Linked DNA regions of Sus scrofa: region 2 is linked to region 1. The links are chromatin contacts, called in public Hi-C maps. All regions are on one chromosome and are shown on one strand. The core of a region is the stretch at or near the end of the contact, and the rest is flanking DNA. Distances in the headings are between cores, read along the strand shown. Region 1 overlaps MAML3 (mastermind-like protein 3). Region 2 overlaps MAML3 (mastermind-like protein 3).

The links. A called contact is a pair of places that touch in the nucleus more often than the background predicts.
Region 2: a contact with region 1 is called in a Hi-C map of omental adipose tissue, with 2.0 times the contacts expected there. The contact joins two enhancer-like sites. A contact is called at or near these places in 3 of 47 Hi-C or Micro-C datasets (alveolar macrophages, embryonic fibroblasts and omental adipose tissue).

What each region holds. Positions count from the first base shown.
Region 1 is chr8:86,893,809-86,898,246 of Sscrofa11.1, forward strand. The region is part of intron 1 of MAML3 (mastermind-like protein 3); the gene reads left to right. Among named protein-coding and RNA genes, the nearest start is that of MAML3, 17 kb to the left of the region's middle. Within about 2 kb of position 2,768, at least 16 of the 83 cell types and tissues checked have an H3K27ac peak or open chromatin away from gene starts, as enhancers often do. A contact at or near this core is called in omental adipose tissue, where this site is marked.
Region 2 is chr8:87,022,110-87,026,010 of Sscrofa11.1, forward strand. All of the region lies in intron 1 of MAML3 (mastermind-like protein 3), which reads left to right. Among named protein-coding and RNA genes, the nearest start is that of MAML3, 140 kb to the left of the region's middle. Within about 2 kb of position 2,257, at least 9 of the 83 cell types and tissues checked have an H3K27ac peak or open chromatin away from gene starts, as enhancers often do. A contact at or near this core is called in omental adipose tissue, where this site is marked.

The DNA of each region.
Region 1 (4,438 bases), core at 1,518-4,017:
GATTGAAGTTGGAACACTGGGAAATATGTAACAATAGTTTCAAGGAAAGGAGCCTAATGATAGTGTGTGCCCGGGAGAATCGTGGCTTTGTTCCCTCTGCCGAGGTGCCAGTTGTCTGTGTTACCGGTTTGGTAGGCTCTGTGTTTATCTGCGGCCTGGAATGTCAAAGGATTGCCAAGCTAAGAATTTTGCTTCCCTCGCTACCCTGAAGTGATGGTGTAGGAGTTTCTGGTATTGGCTGGTGGGGGTGAGGACAACCATATATGGAAGGGGGAGGGGACTGGCTGGCTTTGGTATCCCGTCCCTTCTTCCTAATGCCATTTTCATGCCTCTATTAACCGAGAGTGGATACTCTGAATAATTATTTATGTCTGTCTTTTCCTTCACAGTGTAACGCACACGTCACTGTTTTCTTCAACTTTTTGTAATATATGTGTTGATGATGCACTGAAGAGCAATACATTTGAGAAGAGAGATAATTAGCTTTGACAGACTTACAGAAATGAGACTGTACAAGGAGGAAGCAAGAGGGTTGCTTAAGCAAGGGAGTCTAATACAAGGTTTGAGGGGAATTGTCCGGGTAAATTCTTCAATGTTAAAATTCACAACCATCTTGGTGGCCCAGGTTAGAGGAAGAAGTGCATTACTGTGTGATTTTGAAGAACTTAAATATATCTGTCATAGTTTAAAAAAAAATCTTTTTTTTTTTTTTTTTTTACTGGCCGCATTCACAGCACATGGAGGTTCCCAGGCTACGGGTCTAATTGGAGCTGTAGCTGCCGGCCTACACCACAGCCACAGCAACTCAGGATCCGAGCCACGTCTGCAACCTACACCACGGCTCACGGATCCTCAACCCACTGAGCGAGGCCAGGGATCGAACCACAACCTCATGGTTCCTAGTTGGATTTATTAACCATTGAGCCATGATGGGAACTCCTCAACACAGAATTTTTTAACCGCTTTTAAAATTGAAGAATAGCTAATTTGCATCATTGTGTTAGTTTCTGGGGTATAGCAAAATGATTGTTATATATTTACATACACATGTATAAATATATGCATATATATTCTTTTTCAGGTTCTTTTCCATTTACAGGCTATTACAAGATATTGACTATAGTTCCCTGTGCTATACAGTGGGTAATTGCCTTTTATTTTATATATAGTGGTGTGTATAAAACGTAGAATTTTTTTTCTGTTTTGGCTGCACCTCTGGCATATGGAGGTTCCCAGGCCAGGGATGAAGTCCAAGCTGCAGCTGCGACGGACACCACAGCTGAGGTAATGCCAGATCCTTAACCCACCGGTGCTGGGTGGCAGTGAACCTTTGGGTTTGCAGCGGCCTGAGCCGATGCTGAGACAACTCAGGATCCTTCACCCACTGCCCCACAGGGGAAACGCCAACACAGAATTTTAAATGGAGAAATTAAAGATACTGAGTGATGATATCAGAGGAAGAAATAGCAACTCAGCCACTGGTGTTAAAAATTCCTTATGTTGTTCTCAGCGCCTTTTAATCTCTCTTAGCATGAGCATGTATCGTCTTGGAGGGACCTTTGTTTAATAGCCATCTTACCTTAGAGTTTTCCTTTCGCTTTGGTGCCTTGCGCCCAGAGGGGGAGTTGTCCTTCAAGAAACATGGTTCACTCAGCATTAATTTGGCTTAGTTGTCCTTCTTGCCCCCTCCCAATTTAGGGATTCTTTGCCAAGGGGACAATTAAACTGTCTCAGTGTCTAGAAAGAAGGATATGGACCAGGGGTTGGGTGAGGTTATTCCTCCTGTTGTCTGATTGTATATTTATTTTCTGTTTTCTGGATCGAAAACTTGTGGAACAGAGTGCGAGAGATTGACTATGGCAAGAAGGGAGGGGGAACAGGTAAAAATTAGGTCATCTACGTAAAAGAAAGGAGCAGATAAGGCTCCGGGGTCGCCATGGTTTCTCCGGCTCGTTCTCCCTGGGCCAGTCATGCCCCGTCCACAATGGAGGTCAGGATGATGCCAGGAAAAAAGGGCTCTATCTAGACTGTTCTGCAATATACTGTTTTAACGCTCATGAGACAGAAGAGAGGAGGCTTTGGGGAAAGTTTACTCAGAAAGAAAATGTGTAGACAGCTCACCGTCAGGTCTAGGGGGTGCCTTACGTTTGGTTACCGACAGTCTTGGCAGCAGGATCTCTGGGCACAGACCAGGGTCTGTCTAGCTGGAAAGTGGGCTCCAAGGGACTGGGGAGAGCGGAAGGGTTTGCATTTCCCTGTGCACGGAACCCACCGTCGCTGGGGATCAGAGTGAAGAACGCCTTTAAAACGTCCAGCTTTTCTTCCCTCCACACCCAGGAGCTGCCTCTGCCTCCCCCACCCCCTCCATTCCTCTGTCTTTTGTTCCATGAATAAATATTATGTGGTTTGGTGCTCATTACTCTTTGATATGAAAAAAGGCAATTCATTAGGTTGAAGGAGGAGGGGGAGGGAGACACCATTTTTCACCCGGTGCATCAAGCGCGGTTACACTGATTTGAATTCCCAGAAAAGTAATAAAACAGTGGAAATCATGATAAAACGGCTCCTGGGCTGACAGCTGTGCAGCACGCGGGAACCCGCGCACAGGCCCCTTGCTGCAGCAGGACAATATTGTGGAGCATATGGTGCATTGCAAGCCAGTTGTTGAACTTGGTGGCCGGCTTTTGTTTGGGTGACTCTCCCGGCATCGGGCCTGTGGTGGCTCTTCAGAAACTTGTAGTCTCCTTGGCAGGAGGGCTCTTGGCTCCAGGCCAAGCCGTGCTGTACGGTGGCTGACTCAGGCCACTCGGAAAAGCTCAGGCTTGGGGAGCGTGCACGCCTCCTTATTTTGGACACTAATCAGATCATTTGTTCAGCAAGGAGAAACTGGGATCTTTTTCCCACAGCAGCCCAGGGGCTACATTACCAAAGGGACATTTTCTGCAGGAATGCCGAGGAATTATTACGGATGCATTAATTCATCAGAGCCCAGTCCTTCTTGGGAGAGTGATCATCGTTTGTTTTGTTTTTAGCTCTTTTCAGAAGCACTTTGCAATTCCCTCTTCATTCTTAAGGCTGGACAAGCTAAAACCAGCAAGGAAGTGAGGGCCAGTGTTATTGCTCCAAAGGAGGGCTGCTGCTACCCGTCTATCTAGTTTTTATAAGATGATGCTAAAATAGGCCCTTTGCTTAGCATGGGTTTATTTTTCAAATGTGTGAAGCTGGCATGTGTGTGTGCATAAAAAGACTGATTAACTCCACTTTCCTTAGAAGGGGCTCCTTGGCCGCCCCATGACTCTGCCCCACCTCGGCCGGCGTTGGGCAGTCATCCTGAATCCTTGATGACATCAACCTCTGTGGAGGCAGGGTCACTCATTCTGGTCCCTTTCCTCTTGATCCGAAGTGTAAGGGAAGATGCAGAAGGGCCCCCTGGCCTTGGGAGAGTGGTGCCTGCAAACAGAGCAGAAGGCAAGCCTCCGAGAGAATCACACTCCGTGAGGGAGGGCAGTAGCCCGTGCTATTGTGCTCTGCGTGCGTGAGAATATTTTTATTTCAGGAGCTGAAAGGAGAACATGGGTGGTGCTGGTACTCGATTGGGAGCACCAAATGGCGCCCTATTCTTGATCTCCTTGGGACTTTTTTACCCCCTTTTTTGCAGAACAGCCGTAAAGGCTGTGTTCGGCTGTTGGGATGAGGACATTTCTTTTTCTCATGAACAGATGTCATTCCCAAGGCCGAATCTCCTGGAAAAAGACATACATATGTATGTGTATGTATATTTATTTATTTCTGCAATGTTCTGCTAATGACTAATCAGAGATTATGTTTGAATGCTCTTCTTGGGGAACTGGTGTTTTTTTTCCAAGCCTTCGTTTTACACTGGGATCCCTGGCCTTGAAAAGAAAATTGTTTGAAGTGGAAGAAAATAGATCTGTCACAAATGTGCTGCAAGTGGCCGGGCACTGGCTGTAGCACTCTGGGCGCGAGAGTTGATGCCCGGCTCTGGATGATTCAGAGCATTGGGAGGAACGGGTAGGGTCCCTTTGCTGTTTACTTGCTGGTGGGGTTGTAGAAGCTCCTTGATGGTGTGAACATCCTTTCAATCTTTCTTGATAGTTGTTTTCACCAGTTACTGTCAGGGGAGAGGTATTTGACTTTTACTTTCATGAGTTTCTTGAGTTGGGGGAGCAGTCTTTTTACCTTCTCTCCCTTGATGAGATGGAAGAAAAACACTTGGCTCTTTCTTTTCTGTGCCCTGAACACCAAGGAGCCAACCACAGCCACTCCTAGAGGCTTTGCTACAACTATTCCAGCCTCTCCCATACCCTGAGGGAAAGCTGGTAGAGAAAGTTGGGGGGGAGTGGACAAATAGGGGAACAGCTAGAAAGGAAAGCAGGAGACAGGGGAAGGGGCAAAGTTAAGAAATGATAAGACATTT
Region 2 (3,901 bases), core at 1,007-3,506, 130 kb after region 1:
TTAAAATCTTACCGTTTTCTCTATAGAGATCAGTATTCTCTTCAGTGGAAATTTATGATCAGAGCCATTTGAACAAAATGCAGATATGAGATTTCCCGTAATCTGTTTTCTTACTGTAATATTTGCCCCAGCAATATATAGGATGACACCCTATGTTACAGGATACATAGGCTTCTGAGATCCCCTTTCAAAGTTATTACCCACCTCTGTCCCACTATATCACCAACATTATGAAGCTTGTTATTTCTCAGGTATAACCAAGTTTATACTCATCTGAATACAGTACCCACCTCGGGGGTTGTTGGGAGGTTTAAATGAGTTAATATATGCAAAGCCCTTAAAAGTGTCTGGCATATGGTAAGATATATGTAAGTATTTGCTGTTATTAACTACCTGTTTTATTGTTTTAATTTGATAGAAGAATTTAGAATGTCAACTTCAGTTCCTCATTAACTGTGATTGGATGCAAAGCTGGCCTGAAAATTGTTTGCCCCTCAGAGGTCAACAGAACTACTTCCGTTGAATGAGAGAACATACTAATCACCCTTTTCTCCACCTTGTTGAAGGGTTTTGAAATATTCCCTAACTTACATCTTGTTCACGCCAGTACCAGCCAGGAGAGGGGAGGGCTGCAGGTCCTCCTCCCACTCTGCTTCTCCCTCTTGCCCCTTTAGAATTAAGGACAAGACAGAAGAGCATTTTCTTCAAAGCCTCAGTTGTTCTGATAAACACGAGTCAGCTTACTGTACAAGCCAGCTTAAATTTGGAAACCCCTTGCATGGCACATGATCTCAAGTGGCAGCCTCTAAGCACCCCACCTATCATTCAAGGTTGGGTAATTAAATAAGGACCGTTTGCCCACCTGGTGCTTTAAAACTGACCTGTGTTTCCCACAAGATGACTTGAGGTGGAATTATGTCACAGCACCAACATCTTTAACACCTTAGGGTGAGAGATTTCAGAGAGATCAGATTTCGTCAGGTGAGTGACAAGACTTCAACTCCTTCCTGCAGTGTATAAAAACAATGAAACATGAATGCATTTTATTGCAGAGTGTTTGACTCATGTGTGCATATTAAAATATTTTTTCGAAGACCTGTGAAATAGCGTATCTCCCTATGAATGTTTATAGCATTCATTACCAAAATTCATCTCTAGGACATATGTTTTTCTGTTTTCTCTTTCTAATCTCCTTTTGGGAGAATGGAGGGTGGGCGGAAATCAGCTTCCCCAGCTAGATCTGCGTTTTTTCCAGTTAAAAGTGAAGTTTCATTTAATTTGTGGTCTGATGGTATGGGAATTTTCCCCCCAATCTGTTGTTATTTAAAAGAGCAAACCCTATTCCTATCATCATCTGTTACCTGGGGTATTATTTAGTAAGTGCTTTGTTTGTAAACAGACAGTGGGTTTTGAGAGATCTAGTCCTGTGGTGAACACGTTTGCAGCATCCTACCGTGGCTGTTTAGCAGCTGCACTGTTAGCGTTCCTCTTTTCCATGTTTTAGTTTTAGATCTCAGTTTTGAGGTGATTTCCCCCCACCCACAATGTTTTCTAGGTTAAGGAAGATTTTACACATATTACTTGTGAAATCCCCAGTTCTTTTTCTGTCAGGGATGACTAGGAATCAGGACTGAATTAACCTGTTCTAGATCTTTTTGGGGCAAGAGGAGGAGTGAAATATTTAAAAAATTCTTCTCCTCGGCATTGTCTTGTCGTCACTACAGCCAAACAGGACAAAGGGAGGTGATGCCTTTAGGTTAAGGTTAATTTACAGATGTCAGCAGCCTGTCTCCCAACCCCATTCCACGGAGGACCCCAGTTTTTCTACCTGTGTTTTTCAGAGGAGCACAGATTTGAACTACTTTGCTGAACTTCCTCCTTCCTCTTAATTATTTATTCGATTTCACAAGCAATCCTCAACTCGTAGTAAAGAAATCAAAATCATTGTTTGTTCTTTGGATGGTTGAAAATACAGCTGTGTCCAGGGGAGTATGGGGATGGAGAGGTGTTATTTCTTATCTTAAAGAAAAAGAAAAAGAAACCCAAAACAGCAAAACTAATTAAAACGGTAGAAATCCTCTTAGCCAGGAAATGACTGTGAGTCTCTCCTCCGCAGCGGAGCAGCTGTTGTGAGCCATCAGCTGGCACCAGGCGAGCCCGGGTTTGGGGAGGGGGCTGCTGGGGGGCTTCCCTGCCCCCCCCACCCCCACGCTCTCTCTGCTCTGCGTTTGCTCTGAGCCTTCATTGTCTCCCTTCTGTGTCTAGTGTTCTTTGTCTGCGGTGGGTAGCGGTGTCTCACCCCCACTCCATAGCCAGTCTCCCTCAGCCTCTGTTCATCCCATTTTCTTTCTTTTTCCTGCTCCTCGCGCCCCCACGGCCCCTTCCTCTCTTTCCTGGTTTTATGATTCAAGTGATTGGAGAGGATCTTAGGTAAATGCTCAGAAGGTCCAGCTTCTAATGAGCTTCAAAGAAGTAAGGACATAAGATGTGATGCCTTTAAAATGGACAGTGTGACTGTGGATTTGGGAGTTACATGTTCTTGATGTAACAGTGAAAAATACTGGGGGGCTGGCATGAATGAGGGGGATAGTGCTCGCCCATCGGTCTGAAGTAAAGGGAAGGTGCTGTTGAATTACATTCCCTCCCCCAATATTCTGGGGCTTGGAGAGAACTGTCAATGTATCCTGGCTGCTGTGCCATTGTTAATAAGAAACACAACGTGATAACAAATGCCTTGTGAATTTCAATGGCCAGGTACATGTTCAGAAAGGCTTCTGAAATAAATACGTGCCTCCACATTCTGGCTGGTGTAAAGCATTAATAATGGCTTGATAGGGCTTGGCTCTAAAGAGCTCATTTACAGCCTCTCTCTTCTCTTCTGCCCATTACCTGTGGCTTACAGTGCTTTTTAAGTGATTCTCTTGCTTGTGCTGAGGAGAACAGCGAGAGGAGAAAGCTTGGGTTGACAGAACTCTTAAAGCCATTTGTAATGGACACAAAAAACTTTTCCTTGGGGGAACTTCAAGCTCTCCAGCATAGAAATCCTATAGCTGGGACAGACTTAATTCAGGGAGCCCGTCCCAAAGTTCTCTGGTAGCTCATCAAGTTAAGGATCTGGCATTGTCACTGCTGTGGCTTGGGTCACTGCTGTGGCAAGGGTTTGATCCCTGGCCCAAGGACTTCTGCTTGCTGTGAGCGCCACCAAAAAAAAAAAAAAAAAAAAAAAAATGCCAATCCCTTATTGTTCAAGATATGGAAACCGAGCTTAGAGGATGCTTTAAGACATTTCCTAGGACACAGAGCCCCATGTGTGGCCACATTAGAACTTGAATCTGGTACTTTTTAAAGACCCTTTCAGGACAAAGGCTAGTCTCTCAGTCTCCTTTGGAGGATGTCACTGGCAAAATGTTGTCCCCAAACACAGAAAGAGAGATTGATCTTGTTGGCCTTACAGGCGTCAGTCCCTTGGCTCCAGCCATCCCAGAGCTTTTGTTTCTGCTTCTCTTTTTCACACCGCTCCCTGCCCTATCCCCTACCCCTCAGTACCACTTAGTACCTTTCCTCCTTGTACCTAAGGTGTGCTCTATATTTTTCTTTCACTAGGTGCTTCCCTCCCAGTATATTTGGAATTCTGTCCAAGAGCTCCACCTAAAATGTTCTCGTAGGGTAACCCAGACCTAACCCAAAGAAGCAATGCTAATTAACATCAGTTCCAAATGTGCCCCAAGCTAGTGTGGCAGGCTCAACACAGGACAGGCCCAGGGGCGGACATCAAGTCCTGGTGCTATAGCACCAGTTCAGGGGAACATAGTAACTCCTGTGGGCCCCCCTGCAAAGTTCCCTCCAGCTCTAGAAGCTTAGGTCATCATGTATATGGACAGAGAGGAATTTTGAGAAAGAA